Linked DNA regions of Mus musculus: regions 2, 3 and 4 are each linked to region 1. A link is a contact called in public HiChIP or PLAC-seq and promoter capture Hi-C data. All regions are on one chromosome and are shown on one strand. The core of a region is the stretch at or near the end of the contact, and the rest is flanking DNA. Distances in the headings are between cores, read along the strand shown.

The links. Promoter capture Hi-C pulls out the DNA fragments that hold promoters and counts their contacts. HiChIP or PLAC-seq counts read pairs in DNA pulled down with a chosen protein or histone mark.
Region 2: an H3K27ac HiChIP or PLAC-seq map of thymic regulatory T cells shows a contact between it and region 1, with 10 times the contacts expected there. The contact joins the promoter of Hcfc2 here to the promoter of Tcp11l2 in region 1. A contact is called at or near these places in 4 of 39 promoter capture datasets (hippocampal neurons, liver and pre-B cells), 1 of 484 Hi-C or Micro-C datasets (CD4 T cells), 2 of 115 datasets of contacts at active chromatin or transcription factors (pancreatic cancer cells and thymic regulatory T cells) and 1 of 9 other capture datasets (adipose tissue).
Region 3: a contact with region 1 is called in a promoter capture Hi-C map of pre-B cells, with 6 times the contacts expected there. The contact joins the promoter of 1700028I16Rik here to the promoter of Tcp11l2 in region 1. A contact is called at or near these places in 3 of 39 promoter capture datasets (hippocampal neurons, liver and pre-B cells).
Region 4: a contact with region 1 is called in a promoter capture Hi-C map of liver, with 6 times the contacts expected there. The contact joins the promoter of Ascl4 here to the promoter of Tcp11l2 in region 1. A contact is called at or near these places in 3 of 39 promoter capture datasets (liver and pre-B cells) and 1 of 115 datasets of contacts at active chromatin or transcription factors (thymic regulatory T cells).

What each region holds. Positions count from the first base shown.
Region 1 is chr10:84,574,375-84,578,922 of GRCm38.p6, forward strand. Tcp11l2 (t-complex 11 (mouse) like 2) reads left to right here and starts at 2,573. Exons shown (of 10, transcript NM_146008.2): 1 at 2,573-2,638. Gm34515 (a long non-coding RNA gene) reads left to right here. Exons shown (of 3, transcript XR_380644.2): 2 at 235-273; 3 at 473-694.
Region 2 is chr10:82,696,577-82,701,124 of GRCm38.p6, forward strand. Hcfc2 (host cell factor C2) reads left to right here and starts at 2,538. Exons shown (of 14, transcript NM_001368720.1): 1 at 2,538-2,730; 2 at 4,343-4,491. The coding sequence starts at 2,568.
Region 3 is chr10:82,810,307-82,814,854 of GRCm38.p6, forward strand. 1700028I16Rik (RIKEN cDNA 1700028I16 gene) reads left to right here and starts at 1,817. Exons shown (of 3, transcript NR_038042.1): 1 at 1,817-2,053.
Region 4 is chr10:85,925,518-85,930,065 of GRCm38.p6, forward strand. Ascl4 (achaete-scute family bHLH transcription factor 4) reads left to right here and starts at 1,885. Exons shown (of 1, transcript NM_001163614.2): 1 at 1,885-4,132. The coding sequence starts at 2,974. The coding sequence ends at 3,408.

The DNA.
Region 1 (4,548 bases), core at 1,323-3,822:
CAAAGCAGGTAATTTACAAATATTAAGTACAAAACTGGATGCCATGCCACCTGCTTGTAAACACAGCACTCCAGAGGCCTGAGGAAGAAAGATCAGAAGTTTGTGGCCAGCCCAGGATACGTGGTGAGGCCCTGTCTCAAATAAACAAATACAAGCCCAAGATTAGATGCAATAATAAGATTTCTTCAAATAAAACTTTAATTATTTTACTTACTAAAGTGGTTTCCTTTTCAGATATTTGCCTCCAAGAAAGTCATAAACACTACCTAAGAGGTGAGGACTTTATGTTTTGATCTGTGTGGCAAGGATGTGATACAAAGCTTTTTTTGAGAGGGGGGTGAGAGAACTGCCTTCTATTTAACAGCACAACTCAGGCAGAGAGCAGAAATTCTACAGTGGGCTTTTGAATAAGAAGTTATTTAAATGAAAGCAATAGAAGAAGACTTGTTTCCTGTATCTTCTGTCTTCCTAGCTTGGCTCTCTACCCTATTCCATTCCACTTGGAGAATCTCACTCAACAAGCTGCAAATGGACTCATCTGCTCTGAGGGAAATGGCTCCTTTGTGTTTTCGAGAGTTACATAGTTAAACTTTTCAAAAGAAGTGTCAAAATGGGTTAGTCACCCAGGGTGACTGGACAACTGTGCTGATTTATGCTCACCTGCTCCTAGTTAATGACACAGCACAACACTTAGCAGGTTAGTAGGAAGCTTTGCAAAGCACACACTGTTTTCATGTGTCATTGTTACATGGCCACCAGGAATTTAGAAATATTTTTGGTTAATCTTTTTGCTGTGGAGGTTTGTAGAGCAGTTGGGTGGCGGCGGTTGTTTGGCAAGCCTTGAGACTGGGGGCTTCTGACATCTGTTTATTCCAGCAAGTGATATTATAAATAACAGTGGGTTTATGGGAAAGAGCCTGGGTGACAGCAGCACTTTCTCTTTAATCTCTTGATCTGTAGCAGGTTGTATATTTTACTGCCTTTTTAAGATTTCTTTTACCATTGAGGTGAATGTCCCTCTTTGTGGGAGAGTGTACATGCGCTATGGCTGTGTGTGCTTGTGTGTGGAGGAGTCCAGAAGACAGCACTGCATCCTTTAGAACTAGAGTGTTCTACAGTGTTTGAGAGCCGTCCAGTGTGGATGATGAGATCTGAAATTGCCTGTGGTCCTCATGATAGAGCAGCAAGGATTCTTAGCAGCCGTGGCTCCACTTTAGGTTGTGTAATTTCTAGAGTGACAGATACAAATGGATACAAATCTCTAGGTAGGTTTTCTTGTTCAGAATAACTTGCCAACTAGGTTCAGTAGCTAACAGTGAGCTTCTAAGAGTGCTTTAGTTCCATTCTTATCCCACTGAACAAGAAGATCTCTTGGGTAGGCAAATGTTAGGGACTTGGTTATAACCTCAGACCAGTCCATGCTGTACAATTGTATTTCTATCTTGCTTTAAACTATTGTCTGCTTTTGGTTTTCTTCTTTCTAGAATGATAGTAGACAATTTGCCTCCACAATCCGATATGATTTTAGTCCTAAACAGGAATATTTCAGCTTATATAAAGTTCATTTATTTTTTTTGTATGACGCTACCCACAAGTAATACCAACTTGTACCTGGCAAAATAGTGGTTCTGTTTCTTTATGCCCAGAAGCAAGCTCACGAGAAGTTATGCTTAGTAAGCCTGACCACACAAGAGCCCCTCCCAGCACTTATTTACATTAAGCCTGGTTGAAAACTCTCCCCAAGATAAGCGCCGCCAAAGAACCCTTAGAAGAAGTAAGACACTTTATCTTTGTGCACAGGCGAAGCCTTCGGAGAGCTTAGGTAGGTGTGGCTCCCAGAAACCAATCGTCCAATTCAAGGGGCAAATCAGGACCCGTGTTTACAAGAACATGTTGACACGTGTGGATGACGCGGTTGGACGCTGATGTGCGTGGGACAGCCTGTTTGGAATGTTGTTGACTCGCTTGGCCCGGTGTGTGTGGCCATTGTGAAGGTGGGCATGTAGTGTTTTTATATTACTGCCGCGAGCGGACACCAGAAGTCTGTCCGTTCGGTTGGAGTTAGTCCATTTCATCCTACCTGGTAAACTGAAAGAAACAGGATTGGGGGCGTCACCCGCTGCACTTAGGCCCCGCCCTTACACAGCCAGGCCCCGCCTCCGAACGCTTTAGGCCCTACAGCAGCCCAGGCGCTCCCGGCCGTAGGCTGCCCCAATTCCGTGTTCACTCCTCTCCCCGCCCCTGGCGGTCCGGACCGTACCACCACTGAATATAGGGAGCACACATTTCTCGTGTGCAAATGGCTTTCTGTCTGAGCCTTCTTCAGCCTTCACGATAGAAACGTGAGAAAGCTATGGTTTTTGTAGACAGACTCTTCAAGAATTTAGGGATCTTCGCCAGAACCCTGCCCTGGATTCTGGCGCCGCGGTGCTATAGTCCCCCTCCAGTTCCTTCCCGAATGGTCGCGCCCAGGGAGTACCTCTGGGCCCTTTAAATACCGCGTGGGGCTGCGGGGGGGCTCCAGAGTTGACAGACTGCTGAGTCTCCCCTTGTCTGCGACGCTGGTTGAGGGGGGATACGCAGAGCCCCGCGACCCCCGCCACCTAGCTTTCCTCGAGTCTCTACGCGGGATCCGGGGGTGCGTACCCATCCCAGGGGAGGGGCCGTGGGATCTGAGGGGACCGCGTCTCCTTATGGCAGCGGGAGGGCTCCTTGTGCCCTCCGAGTTCGGGACATTTGACCTCGGAGTCAAGGCTTGAAGTGGGGCACGGTGGCAGTGGTGGCCCAGGCTCTGCCGGGGCCGCTTGGTCGTGATGACATCCCTTTGGGTGCGTGCCAGCGACTGTGCTCAACGGCGCGAGACGCTCTGGGCTCCCCGTGCGGTCAGGTCCCCAATCCCTCGTCCCTGGAGGAGTGGGACTGAGCCGCGGTGGGGCCCGGCTGGGCCTCGGCCCTATGTTTGGGTCTTGTTGCTGGGTTTCTCGAGAGCTGGGTTCTGTCCCGGCAGTCCCCTCCCCCAAACGTTTGTTTTGACAGGAAACGTGGTGCTGCTAGAGGGAGGGGCGAGCAGAGAACGTGGGCGAGCGGGCAGGACTCCTGGGACTTCCGTTGGACTTGACTGTCCAGGAGGCCAGCTCAGGTCACATCTGGGTCAGACCCTTGCCTTCTCAGACCCTTGCTTTGCCTTGCTTTGGGTGGCGCCACAAAACATAGCAACGAGATTCGGTGGCACGTGGATGACACAGTTATGTGTTTACGTTAGTACAAGAGGAAAAACTTCCATTAAATGAGCGATTTCGCAATGTTTACTTCTAAAATGCGTTTATTAGACTGGGACTGTAGTTCTGTGGTAGAGCACTTTACAGGACTGTAGGTTCTGTCCTCCCCCAACCACAAGAAGCCCAAATCATGTGTTTAAACACAAGAATCCAGTCAACAAAGAAGGGTTTGTTAAACTACCGTTACAAGCAGAGTAGAAACACTTGAGTGGTTCCAGTGAGAATGGAACCTCCCTCTTTCATCGTTGTCTTGGTACCTTAACGGTAAAGAAACCAGGCAACTTGTCTTTGTCCTTAGTGGGCTGCTCAGCACAAGGTGGTGTTCAGCTCTCAGCTCTTAGTTAACCTACCTCCCAACTGATAATTTCAACCAGTTCTTACACTGGTTCCTGGGCTAGGAGTCCCCATCCCACCTCCACCTCCACCCCGCCCCGTCTACTCTGCCTTTTTCCTACCCCCATGGATTTCATACATTGCTCCACTTGAAGTGACCCAGGGCTGAAGGGCGCCTTACCCCCCGGGTGTGCAGCACAGGTGTTAAACTAGGCATCAGGGATGGGGGGGGGGCGGGGGCAACGCTTTCCAGGATAAAAAGTGCTTAGAAATCCTTCCCAATGCTGTAATGACACGTGGAGCACGGGCATCTGCCTTTTAGACAGTGGCTGGCTTGTTGGCTTTTGTCTAGCTCTCCGAGGCGGGCAAAGACTCGATGAGGACCAGTACTGTTCTCTCCGTGCTGTGTTTTTTGCCTTACTCTAGCCTGGTGCTAAAGCACGGTTTGATCGAGGATGGAAATTGTCTGGCATCTGCAAATTTTTTCCGTCAGAGCTCAGTCTTGCCTTTAACCCCCTATCCTATAAGTGCCTTATGCCTGACTTTGGTAAAGTCTTGGAAGGAGAGTACCCACTAAACGCTTCTTGCCACCTCTTTAATCCCCCCCCCCCCAATCCTAGCCTTAACTTGGTGGATTTCATTCCCCAGGGCCCTTGTTGGATAACCTGAACAATCTACTGCCAAATGTTTTTGACTTGCTAGCTGTAAGCAGTTAGTCCTTTGGGTAATACCTGAGTTTTAAGGAGGGATTTCGAAAAACATAGGGAATGGCCCTCTGATAGAGGACTTTGGTCACTACCGTGGGGTGATCGAATGCTGTTTTGTTGAATGATCTCTTTCAGCGATGTCCTTCACGGTATAGTGCTTGAACAGCTGTCCCAGGGTAAGGTCATCTTGCTTCCACACGTGAAAGTGTCCGTGTGATGATAGACAGAGC
Region 2 (4,548 bases), core at 1,288-3,787, 1.9 Mb before region 1:
TTGTCTTCAGATAATATCTACTAAGGTCAATGAAGGAAGGAAATATGTTGTAGTAGCTGATGAGTCACTAGACTGGGTCAAGCTGATAGGGTTTTTTTTTTTCCTCCCTTTGTCTCTCATGGCTGGCCTCCAAGATCCCACACAGGAGGTAGAAATGACAGCCATCTCTCAATCCCTCTTGCTTGATGGACCTCAGTTGTGGGTTATGTTCTTGTCAGCTTAAGCTTCAGTGCTCTGGCTCTTTCTCCTACCTGATAAAGGGCAACAAAGGCTTGTGCACCCAAGTCCTGGCACTGGGCCCCTGGCTCCCGCCTGCTGTAACTGGTTTTCTTCCTTGGCTCTTGAGTCTAAATCACTGGTCTGGTAGCACGGTTAGATTCCCACATGGCCTAGAGCCCCACCTTGCTTTTCTCCATGGCCCCCGCTACAGCTTTAGCTAAGAACCATGGCCAGAGCCCTCTGATCTGTAAATAGACGTCTGCCTCTCTCATCTTGAGAACAGTGCCTGATTAGACCATCTGTTATTGAGCTCATCCGCTAGTCTTCCCCAGAGTCCTCAACCGAGACCTTGCCCATAGCTCTCAGAGGTCTGCCACACTTGGGCACTGGTGTCTTGCTCTACAACTGGCTCTTCAATGCCCTGTAGCTAAGGAATAGGATTGGAAGCAGTAGTAATATATAAAGATTATAGAAATTATTTTACTGAATGACAACTATGTGCGAGGTGTAGCCTGAGAATGGCACAGGTTCTTGCTTCCATGGCAACAACTCCAAAGAACAATAGACTATGCTCTCTGCATCTCCTCCCCCACTCATTCTTTGGCTCTCTCTAGCCTCTCCTCCTCCACTTAAAGTGTTTAACTCTAGGCCAATAGCAACCTCCTAATTTGCAAATCCAACACTTCCTCCTCCTACATGAACTCTGTGTGGCTTCTAAAGGAAATGGAACACTAATAGCTAAGAGGTCAAAAGGGAACTTGGCGAGGACTGATATTTAGAAGAAGCCACAGGCAAAGGGAGGTTCATAAAGGTGGAAGTGGTTTTCAAAGCCAAACCCATAGAACAAGTCCCCAGTTCCCTTTTGCCTTCTGTTATAACCTTTTAAATGCTGGTTTCTTAGGGGTACAGCTCACCCTCCTTCTCTACCCTGTCCAACCTTTCCTTCACGTGTTACCTACATTGGTGTTCTGTTCAGACTTTCTCTCCAACTGTGAGACAATTCTAATGTGTTTATTCTTTTTTAAGATTTTCTTTGATGAGTACAGGTGCGTTGCCAGCAGGTATGTCTATGAACTACAGACCCACCTGGTACCTGTGGTGGCCAGAAGAGGGTGTAGATCCCCCAGAACAGAGGGTTCCAGACCATTGTAAGCAGCTATGTAGGTGCTGGAAATCAAACCCAGTTTTGTTTTTGTTTTTGTTTTTGTTTTTGTTTTTTTGATACAGGGTCTCTCCATTTAGCCCTGGCTGTTTATTCACCATGTAGGCCAGGCTGGCCTCAAACTCTTACTCCTGAGTGCCATTCAACTCTTTCAAGGCACAAGGCTTGTGGCACTTTGATATAGCAGGCCTACAAAATAGACTCTTTCCAAATTAACACTGAGTTTGCAACTTTTAAGGGTTTCCCCCTTAGTCTTTTTGTCTAAGAATATTAACAACACTATAAAAAGAAGCCTCCGCATGAAAATAATGACCTGCTGTGATGGTCGATATTGCTGATTTGATACTATCTAAACTTACTTAGGAGACAAGCCCGTGGGCAGGCCTATGAGGTTATCTAGATCAGATTAATTAAGGTGGGAATAGATGTAAGGTTGAAATAAATTAAGGTAGAAATAAACTGGGATGCCATCCTGGACTAAATAATAAGGCAGCCCGGTTCCAGCATCCGTGGCTCTCTGCAGATGAAATTCCACCAGCCACTTCCAGCCAAGCCTCTTCATTATGATGGGCTTCTCAGTGAGGGGAAACAAACCCTTCTGTCCTTCAAAGGTTTTTGTCAGGGGATTTTTTCACAGCAACAAGACAACTAATACACCTAAATGAACCGAAAATCACCTTTGGGGTTATCTTTTGCTGTGTAGGCTTGTCACCTCCAAATCTGAGCCGTGCTCAGGCCCTGCACTTAGCCACCGTGTCCACTGTCCTTGTCCTGCAGTCTGGGAGACCCTCCTTTGAGATGACAGATTTGCCTTAGGCGCTCCCTGTGCTCTCATCACTTGGGACCTACACGGCAGGCAGCTCTTCTCCAGTGCCTGTGATAACAGTTTCCAGGGCGTGACGCTCCTACACAGAAGATGCTCCAAGTGGACCTAAAGGACAAAGCTGTAACCTCCTCCCCGAACACCCCACTGAAAGCCACAGAGAGGAGGGTTGGCAGGGTTGGCGGGAGGGGCTCCATCTTGGCGGAGCCCCGAGGGCCACGTCGCCACGGGCTGGGGGGGCGGGGCCCGCGGGTCACGTGCCGGGCCTCCCGCGCACAGCTGGAGGCGGCGCTCGTCCTCCCCACGAGCCGTGGAGCCCGTGGCGCGCGGGGCATTGTGGGCCGAGGGGCGGGGGTTGGGAAGATGGCGGCTCCCAGCCTCCTCAACTGGAGGCGGGTTTCCTCCTTTACCGGACCGGTGCCTCGCGCCCGGCACGGACACCGAGCCGTGGCCATCCGGGAGCTGATGATCATCTTCGGCGGGGGCAACGAGGGCATCGCGGACGAGCTGCACGTCTACAATACCGGTAGGCGGCGGCTCGGCGACCCCGCCTCGGGACCGCGGAGGGGGAGGGGAGGAGCGGCGGACGCGGGCCTGACAGCTGTCACCGCCGGGTCGCCGCTACCCCAGCCGGGCAGGCGGCGGGGGAAGATCGGCTGGGTCGGCAGCCCGAGCTCGCAACGTGTTGGAAGGCGGCTCGGTGCTCGCGGTTCCGCGGGCTGGACGTGACTCCACCGGTAGACATCGAGACACCCCGGCCCATCCCTCCCCGTGGACCCGAGACGGCGGGTTCCACGGCTGGGCCTCCACCCTAGGGCCGGTCACTTAAGGGGTGGAGATCCCGCCAGTGTCAAGAACAAAACCCACCCCAAGGCGGGCCTCGGTGGTCTTTGCCTTCCCCCAGCCCCCTTCTTAGAACCTAGAGAGTTGAGGGGCGGGGAGGTTCTCCTGGCTGCCTCTTCAGCGTAGGTACAGTTAGTACCGGGCGGAAGCCCGCAAGACAGTTCTCTAAACTCGCGGCGGAGAGAGTTGTGGGTGAACGCGGACTGGTCTCTGATTAGCCGATGTCTGTAGTGTATGTGCTCTGCCCTTCCGGGCTGGTCCTCGCCAAGGGGCTGTCATAGCTAAGGCACCGCTGCACAGCTCGAAGTGTCACTTGTTAAGGGGGCAGGTCTTGACCTCCGTGCTGGTTGAAAGTATATTTTCTCCACTTACAAGTAGTCTAGCAATCATAGGAAACTAGTTAAGGCTAGATACTGAATTTGGTGTCGTTTTAGTTCACAACCTACAACTTTGATGAAACAACTTGATCACAGTAGTCCTCTAAAAGCTAAAAACGGTAGGAGAAATTTTGTTAGTTTTGACTCTCCTCAGTACTCCAACAGAAAAAGTTTTGAAGATGTTTGATTTGGTATAGTGTAAATACCCTGGGCTTAGAAGAAATTGGGTCTGTTTTGAATCTTGCTTTGGCAATTGTTCTAAATCAGCATTAAAGTTACCACGTCTTTCTAAATCACAGGTTTTCCACTTCTTTAATGGGGGGTGACACCAGGATTTTTTTTTAAGAGTACAATGATGCAGAACAGGTTTTCTTTTCCTTTTTCAATACAGGTTTCTCTGTGTAGCCCTGGCTGTCCTAAGACTAGCTCTGTAGTCCAGACGGGCCTCGAACTCACAGAGATCAATGAGCCCCTCGGCCTCCCAAGTGCTTTACTCGGACTAAAGGCATGTGCCACCAGTGCCTGCCCCAGATCTGGGTTTTCAACAGCAGCATTATTACATTTTGGGACTGGTGATTTTTGGCTGTGGCTACTACCTTGTATGTTGTAAGATGCGTGCTGGCATCCTCAGGCTCGAGCCATGGGTTGGTAGTTACACCTCCATCCCAGTTGTGACAACTATATATGATTTTAGACATTGTAAAATCAGTATTCTTGGGGGAGCAAAATAGTCCCCAATTGAGAACTGTTGGAATAAAGGATGGATATGCATGCATGAATGTATGTATGTATGTATTATTATGTAAGTATATATACACATATTCTTTGATTATATGTATAGATCCTTTGACTAATATATTTATCACTCATGGAGTGTGGTAACTTGTTATAATTTATTTTATTTTATTTTTCAACTAGTTACAAACCAGTGGTTCCTACCAGCTGTTAGAGGAGACATCCCTCCAGGCTGTGCAGCCCATGGATTTGTCTGTGATGGGACTAGAATCCTAGTGTTTGGGGGAATGGTTGAATATGGAAGATACAGCAATGAGTTATATGAGTTACAAGTAAGTATATCTTACATTTATTGTTTTCAGTGTGAAGAGCTAATGAAATTGTCATAG
Region 3 (4,548 bases), core at 567-3,066, 1.8 Mb before region 1:
AGAGAGACCCTGCCCCAAATCAAGGAGGATCATGAGGGAGGTGTCTGCAAGCACATGGGAACATGCATGCGAGTGCGGGTGCGTGCGTGCACGCACAGGCACACACACACAAGCAGAGAGAAAGAGAGAGAGAGACAGAGAATCAAAACCAAAAATTAAGTTTCAACATTTTACACAGTGAAATAGGCACCTGCAGTCCAGCAGCATTATCGTGTGGGCCATTCTATTACTGTTACTAAAACCCAGCATTTCCTTCAATACCTAATTACTATAATCTCCCCGGCACTGTGGCAGGCATTTGGACAACATCAAAGACAAAAGCACAAAGGTGATATTTTGGTGAAGTTTATAGTCCCAGATCAAGGCGTGGGCATAGGAGTCAGAGGTCAGAGGGGAGACTAGAATGTTCTTAGTGGTCAACGCAAAAACACGACTGTCATCTCAAAGGGCACGAGACACTATGACTGACTATGACCAGAGACCGCAGCTAGCCTGGAATAACGTGGTCCAGTGCAAAAGCTGCTATGTGAATTTTTGTAGTCTCATGGTTATGATTAGATAATCATAAATCAAGACCTTACTAGATACGTAGGTGGGTTTCAGCAATGCAAGGAAAACTCTTACAGGTTCGAGATGCTATCTGCCCATGTGTTCAGGCACACATGTGTAACCCCACACACACATACATACACACACAGGGGAAGGAAGAATAAAATCAAGAGTAAACATAGCAGTGCATGCCTATCTGTATATATATATATGTATACATATATATATATATGTGTGTGTGTGTGTGTGTGTGTGTGTGTGTGTGTGTGTATGTCATATAGCACACACGGGGCAAAAAACAGAGGCTCCTTAATTTAAGGTCAGCCTGGGCACTACATAAACTCTGTCTCAATAAATAAAACCTTAAAAAAAAAGGCAGCTTATTTTTCAAAAGCAGCATGGCAGGATGGCAAATTACCCCACTACCCATTGCCAGATAAGGCTGTGGGAGCAGAGTGGTCCCAAGTTCTTTAGAACCAAACTAAAGAACTAAAGCAAAACTCGGTTACCAAACAGTTTAGCAAGTTTCCAGGTGAGCCCTGGTTAGACACAAGACCCTACCTCAAAAACCACAAACATATTAGTAAAAAGCATCCAGAGGCACGGCTCAGTATAAAGGTGCTTGCCATCAAACCTCAGGAGATGAGTTTTAGTTTGATCCCCAGGACCCACATGATGGAAGGAGAAAACTGATCCCTGAGTTTTCTGTTTTGTTTTTACAAGACAGGGTTTCTCTCTGTAGACCAGGCTGGCTTGAATTTACAGAGACCCACCTGCCTCTGCCTCCCTCTAGTACTGGGATTAAAGGCCTGGATGTGCCACTACCGGCTGGCTTGAGTTGTCCTCTGACCTCCATATGACCTCGACATTAACCATGACACCTGTGGGCTACCTACACATTTTTAAAAAGTCAAAGAAAACAAACAAGTGTATGAGATCCACGGAAAAGCAAGCTGCTCCCAACCCCCATCCTCTCCCACACCCATCCCCATCCTCGCCCACTCCCATCCTCATCCTCACCCCCCCCACCCCCACCCCACCCTCACTCCCATCTCCATCCCAATACTCTCCTCCTCTCCCTCTTCAGGCTAGCTCTGTTGGCGCGGCCCATCGCTTATCTCTTCCCTGGCCGGCAGGGGGCGCGCGCCCTCCGCTCGCCATCCTCCTCCTCCTCCCGCGCGCGTGGACCGCCCCCCACCCCCCTCGCGTGCCGGGCTGCTCGAGAGCAAGGAGGAGGGGGACCGGAGGCGCGGAGGGCAGGAGCGGCGAGGGTGTGTCAGGTACGGCCGAGCAGCGCCTGTCCACGCTGCCCCGGCAGCGCGCTCCTCCTTGCTCTCGAGCAGCCCGGCACTGCCCTCCCGGAGCTTCCGAGGAGTCGGCTGCTGGGCCGGAGCGGAGAGGGGCACAGGTCGCCAACGGGCCGCCCTGCCTCAGCCGCAGGTTCTCAAGGGCGTTGGTGGCTCCACAAGCTCGCCCGCCCGACCTCTCGCCGCCCCAGACCCGTGTAAGCATCTCCCGCGATGGTTTCAAGTAACCCCCATTTTACAGGTGAAGAAACCGACGCTCCAAGAAGTTAGGAAACTTGCTCACTCAGAAATCTGCCTGCCTCTGCCTCCCGAGTGCTGGGATTAAAGGCGTGCGCCACCACGCCTGGCTGTTTTTTGGGGGTTTAAAAAGATACTTTATAAACAGGTAGAAATATAAGCCAAGTTACTCCCCAAGTTACCCAGGCCAGAGTGGCAGAGCTGGGACCCAAGCCGATGCCATTGGGCTGTAGGTCTCTGGCTGTGATCATTGGTTACACGGCCTCCCCCACATCCTTTATAGGTCCCAAAGGGAAATAAAACACTGAACCCTGGCTTCTGCCGAGATGGTGAGATAGGGGCTCGCCCCACGTGGGATGCATAGCTGATGAGGGAAGGTTGGTAGGGTGTCTGGCGCAGGGTCCTTCCCTGCATTCCAGGTCAGGGAGCCCCAGGGAAGGACAGGAAGGCAGAGGACCTAGAAGAGCGCTTATGATGGGGAAGGGGAGGTCTTCGGAGGGATAGGACAGTACCCGCGTGAAGGGTGGATAGCTCCTGTGGCCATCGCTTCAGTTTCTTCTCACTTATCACGAGGGAGTTGGAGATGTGTTCTAAATCGATTTCTGTGAGGCACCTACTCTTACTAGGTGGTTTTTTTTTTTTGTTTGTTTGTTTGCTTTTTGTTGTTTTTTAAGATTTATTTATTTTATGTATATGAGTACACTGTAGCTGTCTTCAGATACACCAGAAGAGGGCATCAGATCCCATTACAGATGGTTGTAAACCACTATGTAGTTACTGGGAATTGAACACAGAACCTCTGGAAAAGCAGTCAGTGCTCTTAACCACCGAGCCATCTCTCTAGCCCTCTTAACTAGTTTTTGTTTGTTTTTTTGGGGGGGGTATTTATTTATTTTGGTTTTTCGAGACAGGGTTTCTCTGTGTAGCTGTGGCTGTCCTGGAACTCACTCTGTAGACCAGGCTGGCCTCGAACTCAGAAATCTGCCTGCCTCTGCCTCCCGAGTGCCGGGATTAAAGGCGTATGACACCACGCCCGGCTGTTTTTTGGGTTTTTAAAAAAATACTTTATGCCGGGCGTGGTGGAAATATAAGGCAAGTTAACTCCCTGCCCTGGCTTTCATTGGCCTAGATACTACATCAGGCGGTCTCTGTTCCTACCTTGCCAGAATGACGGTGTCTATTGTGCCGTTTTACGGTTTTCATTTTTATTTATGTGTGTGCGCGTGCGTGCCTGCTTGTCTGTGTGCACCGTGTGCTTTCAGCTGCCCAAGGAAATAGGCATCCCATCCCCTGGCACTGGAGTTGCAGATGGTTGTGAGCACCTGGTATGGGTGCTGGGAACCAAACCCACATCTTCAGTAAGAACACTAAGTGTTCTTTGCCTTTGAGCTCTTTCTCTGACTCCTTTTTCTTCTTTCTGGGGACCTGAACTGGGGTTCTCACACCCACAAGGCAGGATCTTAACCAACGAGCTGAAACTTAAATTTGGGCCTGCTTTATGAAGCAGCACTTTGTTCCGGCCATTTTTCTATACTTTACATGCATATGGGCAGGAGACACGCTCCTTGTACGACACTTACAAAGGATGCTAGGATGTACCGATTCCCTGGAATGATGCTGGTGATCTGCTTTATCTAAATGCTGGAGCACACAGTGCTCTCTCATCTTAGTTCCAAGCAGCTGCTTCCCAAGTGAGTGTTCAGAATCTAATGTGAAGCAGCTCACAGTCCGGTTCAGGTTGCTAATGACACAGTGTCGCCAAGCATTTATTATTTTATCAGGCACTGTGGACTCAGAGAAACAGGGCATGACCTCAGTTCTCGAGCATACAGTCGCCTGGAGAAAATGCGGAGTCATGATGTGTCGTCAGGAAAGCAGAGGGGCACCGGAAGCTTGGGGAGGAGGGCAGACGGGGTTGATTTTGGTACTTAGCACTGAGCAGGCGTTTTTTTTGCTATAACACGTAGCATTCTTTCCTAATTAGCTTGTTAAAATTTTTCCTGCTGGAGTTTTGAAGATCAGGAATGTATGCCAGTCATTACTGTAACTCCCACAGGTCTTGCCTCACTGCCTTACAGATGGGCAAAGGCATCCATCTGCTCCACAGAAAGAACTGCATATGTGAGGGACCTTCCAAAAACCGACGCGGTTAACTCCCACCAGCTTCTCCAGTTGGGGCACGGGGCAGTAGTTCTCAAAGATGGCCCCAAGATCGCTTGTGAAAATTAAGTGCATGTGAGCTGGGAAGTTACACATTCACTTTCCTAAACATATTAACTGGGTCTCAGACACTAGGCCAGGAAGCAGGGGATGGGTGCTTTGGGTCAGGAAGGAGGGTGCTGTGGCTTTGGGTGGGGATGAGGCTGAGGGAGCCCCTGGGGACCACTGAAGCAGAGGTAGAGAGAGGAAGTGAGAGACTGGGCACAGAACCAGACATCCTCCTGACTGTCCTGCT
Region 4 (4,548 bases), core at 635-3,134, 1.4 Mb after region 1:
AACATTCTTTTCTTTTTAAGATTTATTTTACTTTTGAAATTGCAGTTATTTCTTTTATATTTTTCTTGAGATTATAATATAGTCACACCAATTCCCCCTTTCCTTCCCTCCCTCCAAACCTTCCCATATATACCTCCTCCTCAAACTTTTTCAAATTTATGGTCTCTTTTTTTTTATTAATTGTTGAAACATACATATATGGATATTATAAACATATATATTCTTCAACACATAAGTCAGACTCGCTAACACAGCTGTCTAAGTACGAGCAGAACAAGGGCAAACAGCAATAGACACACTACTGTGTCTATAGGGGAAAGCAACAGCAATAGACACACTACTGTGTCTATAGGGGAAAGCAACAGCAATAGACACACTACTGTGTCTATAGGGGAAAGCAACAGCAATAGACACACTACTGTGGACAGGGAAAGCCCCTGAAGCCCCAGCCCTCCCCAGGGAACTACAGGCTACTAAGGATGAGACATAATCTTCCCCCAGAGAAAAGCACACCAACTGGTTATCCAACACCTCATGGTCAGCCCGGAATGCACATCTACAGGTAGCATTATGCAGGCCTTGAACTTGCAGCCATCCTGCCAAGGCTCCCAACAGAGCTGGGATTGTATAGGTAAGCAGCCCAACAGAGCTGGGATTGTATAGGTAAGCAGCCCAACAGAGCTGGGATTGTATAGGTAAGCAGCCCCAGGCACACCCCTGGTCTCCTTTTTAACTCACTACAAATGCTGTGCTTGGTGTGTGTCTGTAGTTACGTATAAACCTGTAGTGATGCATTTCTTTCTGTGGATCAAAGGCGGTGGCATAATAAATATGCTGTGAATTATAATCATTCCTTCCCCAAACACTTGAGTGATTTATGCTTCCACCCTCCTACAAGTCCTCAACACGGGCAGTTGTTAGTCAGCCTTTATCTGCTTTTATTTTATTTTATTTTATTTTATTTTATTTTATTTTAATATAAAAAACAATCCTGACTGGCTTAGAACTTGTTATGTTAACCAGGCTGGCCTGCCTCTGTCTCTCCAGGGCTAGAATAAAAGGGTGTGCACCCCCACACCTGACTTGCAAGCTTTTTCTTTTTTTTTTTTCCTCTTCCCCCAACCCCCACTTGCAGGCTTTTTTATTTGTTGTCAATCTGGGAAATAAAAACAGATCTATGTCATGTTCGTTTTCAATTATCTCATTTTCTCTTGTCACTCTTAGCAAGGAAGTTCAAAATCTTTGACCTGGCCCTATGAAGGAACTCATGGTCTGGGAGTCTACCCTGGCGAATAGGAATGCTTTCTCAACTAGTGCAAAAGTGATGACGTAAGAACTCATGGTGCCACAGGGAGTTGTTTGCCAGTATAAGCCCATAGGGAGCTACATCTAACATGGGACAACTGATACCGAAAAGGAATAATTATTTCTATTTCATTTGCCTCGATGCAAATTTCCAATTGCTTCAGGCTGATCAGTTAGACTGTAAACTTTAGTAAATATAGAAGCAGAGGGCTCCTTTAAAAAAAAGAAAAAAGAAAAAAAAAACCCAACATGTTAGGGCAACACCCTAGCTTCCAGAAAAGAGTCAAGTCTGGTTGTAAATTCAGGGGGTTTTGCCTCTCGTTTTTAAGTTGGACTTTTCAAGTAGAAGATGCCTTTAATGTGTTGGTTTGCAGGAAATCTGATTTTTCCATGCGATAACACTCTTTGACATTAACCAGTATAGTTGGATTTTTAATGACACTTTCATCTTCAAAGCCCTTTACCAGCACAGATGGATTAATTATTCATTTGTGTGTGTGGTGGTGGTGCGGGGGGGGGGGGGGGGGAGGGGGGGGCGGGGCCCTGAGTGTTAAAAAGACAAGCCTTCAAAGCCAAATCCTTTCTCCTTGGGATTGGGGCTCTCTTCTTTTCAAATGTTGTTTTCCAGTCCTCTGGGGAGGAAATAAACTTAATGATGAGTACAATAGGAAAATACTTCGTGCTATGGGAAGATATTGTTATATCCTGAGTGGGATTAGAAGAGGTTGGGAGGCAGGACTAAAGGTGTGTTTACAGTAAGCACTCCGAGAAATAACTGGCTAAAAGTGTTTGTTACTGTTCGGGCTTTTGATGTGTTTTTACAGAGCAGCAGAAGCACAAAGGGCCCCGCGTTAAACATACCTTAGAACACAATGTGCGGATCCTTACATTCGATGCTAAAGTACATATATTTTGTTCTTGATTCCTTTGAAAAGTGTCTAATTTGGTTTTTAAAGATTCTATTTCGCAGAAGAAAACCTCGGGCTTCCCCGGAGGTCCAAGGAGGACTTGACACATCGTCTAACCACAAGAGAGCAGTCTTCCCTTTGATGAGCGCTTCTTCTCCACCTCCCCAGAAATGAAAGAGCAGAGAGGTATGTTTGCAAACACTCTGAAAGCTCTTTCCATCAGACCTGAACGCCGGAAACCACAAAGGGCAGTCAAGTTTGGATTTTCAAGGAGAACGCCGGAGTAAACTTTCGCTCTGTTGGCCAGCCGATCAGCCAGTGCCTGGGGAGGCTCTCTGCTCAATTCCTGAACAAGTTCGGGCTCCCGGATAGCCACACTTGCTGACCCAAGGAGTGAATTACAACAATTGGGCAGCTTTGAAAGATCAATCTGCTTAGAGTGCGACCGTCTATCCAGGCTGGGAACCCTATGTTAACTCTTAAACTAAGATCAGAGGAAGCACATGGATACAAGCGTTGATGAGGCGAGCCCTCTATCTTTGCCCCTTCTTCTCTGAAGCTTTATAAAGACCCAAGAAGAGCAACCTGCTTCGGAAATCATGCAAAGTTCACTCCAAGTGTGCTCAGGTACCTAACTTCTGGACCTAGAAACTTCTCCAGAGACAGACCGGGAAGTCTGGATGGACCAGAATCTCCGCTACGACAGCTTCCAGTCTCGTCTTCAAGGTGAGAGAGTCATCTGCGTGCTTTTTCGCAGAGAATGGAAAAACGCAGATCGGCCGGACTGCTTGCCCTGCCGTCCGCGCTACGTACAGCGCCGCTGGGCGCGCTGCCCGGGAGGGAGCCCTGCAGGGTCTCGGTGCGCCAGGATGCCGCGGACTGCGCGCGGAGACGGCCGTACTCGTCCCTGCCGCTTGGGGGCGTCGCCGAGCCCGCCTTTTTGCGCCAACGCAACGAGCGCGAGCGGCAGCGCGTGCGCTGTGTGAACGAGGGCTACGCGCGCCTCCGCCAGCACCTGCCGCGCGAGCTGGCGGGCCAGCGGCTCAGCAAGGTGGAGACGCTGCGCGCCGCCATCAGCTACATCAAGCAACTGCAGGAGCTGCTGGAGCGCCACCGGCCGGACTGCAACAGCGATGGCGAGTCCAAAGCATCCTCCGGAGCCTCGCCCTGCAGCGAGTCTGAGGAGCGTAGCTAGCAGCATCCTAGCCCACTGGGCTTTCATGGTTGCTTCTCCGGGCCTAGATCTTTAAAACAAAACCAAAAACCAGAAAACAACTAAGTGCTTCTGGATCTAGGAAAGAAAGGTAATTGAATGTTTAGAGAGTTTGGTTTTTTTTTTTTTTTTTTTTTTTTGTCCCCTTTCACCTTCATTGGTTCCGAGTTTGCAGCTTAAAAATGCTTAAGGAAACTCAATTCTCGTATTTTTGAAGCACAGAAGGGCCATCTCAAATCTATGCGGTGATTTTAAAAACACAAAGGACTTTAAGAAACCTTAGCCAGAGAAGAAACACACACACACACACACACACACACACACACACACGAGACAGTCCTTCACGCGAGAGGAACATTCTCACTCATTCCTTCCAATTGGGAAATGCACTGGAAATCTCAACACCTCACTGAGGGTAGGACACTCCATAAGACATTTGTGGAGCATCTGCTGGACCTGAACGTCGCTGTGCTAAAAAGGACAATGCTTGACCTATCTTGCTTCGTCCGCAAGAGGTAGATCGGAAACTTTAGCAGCTAATAAAGTGCCGCGAAGTTAATGATCTTTTTGGAGGAGCTCTGAATGGCCATCTTCTCTCCCGGTTTCTGCCCACTGTTTCTCTTGCCCTTTTGTCTATGTGTTCCCCTGTACAGTTCTCATCCCGTCTAACCTTTGCTTGGAAAAAATAAAAAAGCAAGTATGCTTAGTGCCTTTTGGTGTTTGACACTGACTTGACAAATGGAAAGCAAATATGCACGGTGCCTTTTGGCATTTGAGCTGAATGGAGAGAGCTATGGACGATGGGGTTGGGTTGAACTTGCTACATGTCCGAGCCATTTGTCTTTGAAAGCTTTCTAGCGTGTTGAATATTTAACTATGGTCATTCCTTCTACCTCACCAAAACAGTTATGAATTCTGTAAAACCACTAGATGCTTGTTGACATCTGACGGTAAACTGATTTCTTTCTTTTTTTTCTTTTTTTTTTTTTTTTTTTTTGGTTTTTCGAGTCAGGGTTTCTCTGTGTAGCCCTGACTGTCCTGGAACTCACTTTGTAGACCAGGCTGGCCTCGAACTCAGAAACCCGCCTGCCTCTGCCTCCCGAGTGCTGGGATTAAAGGCGT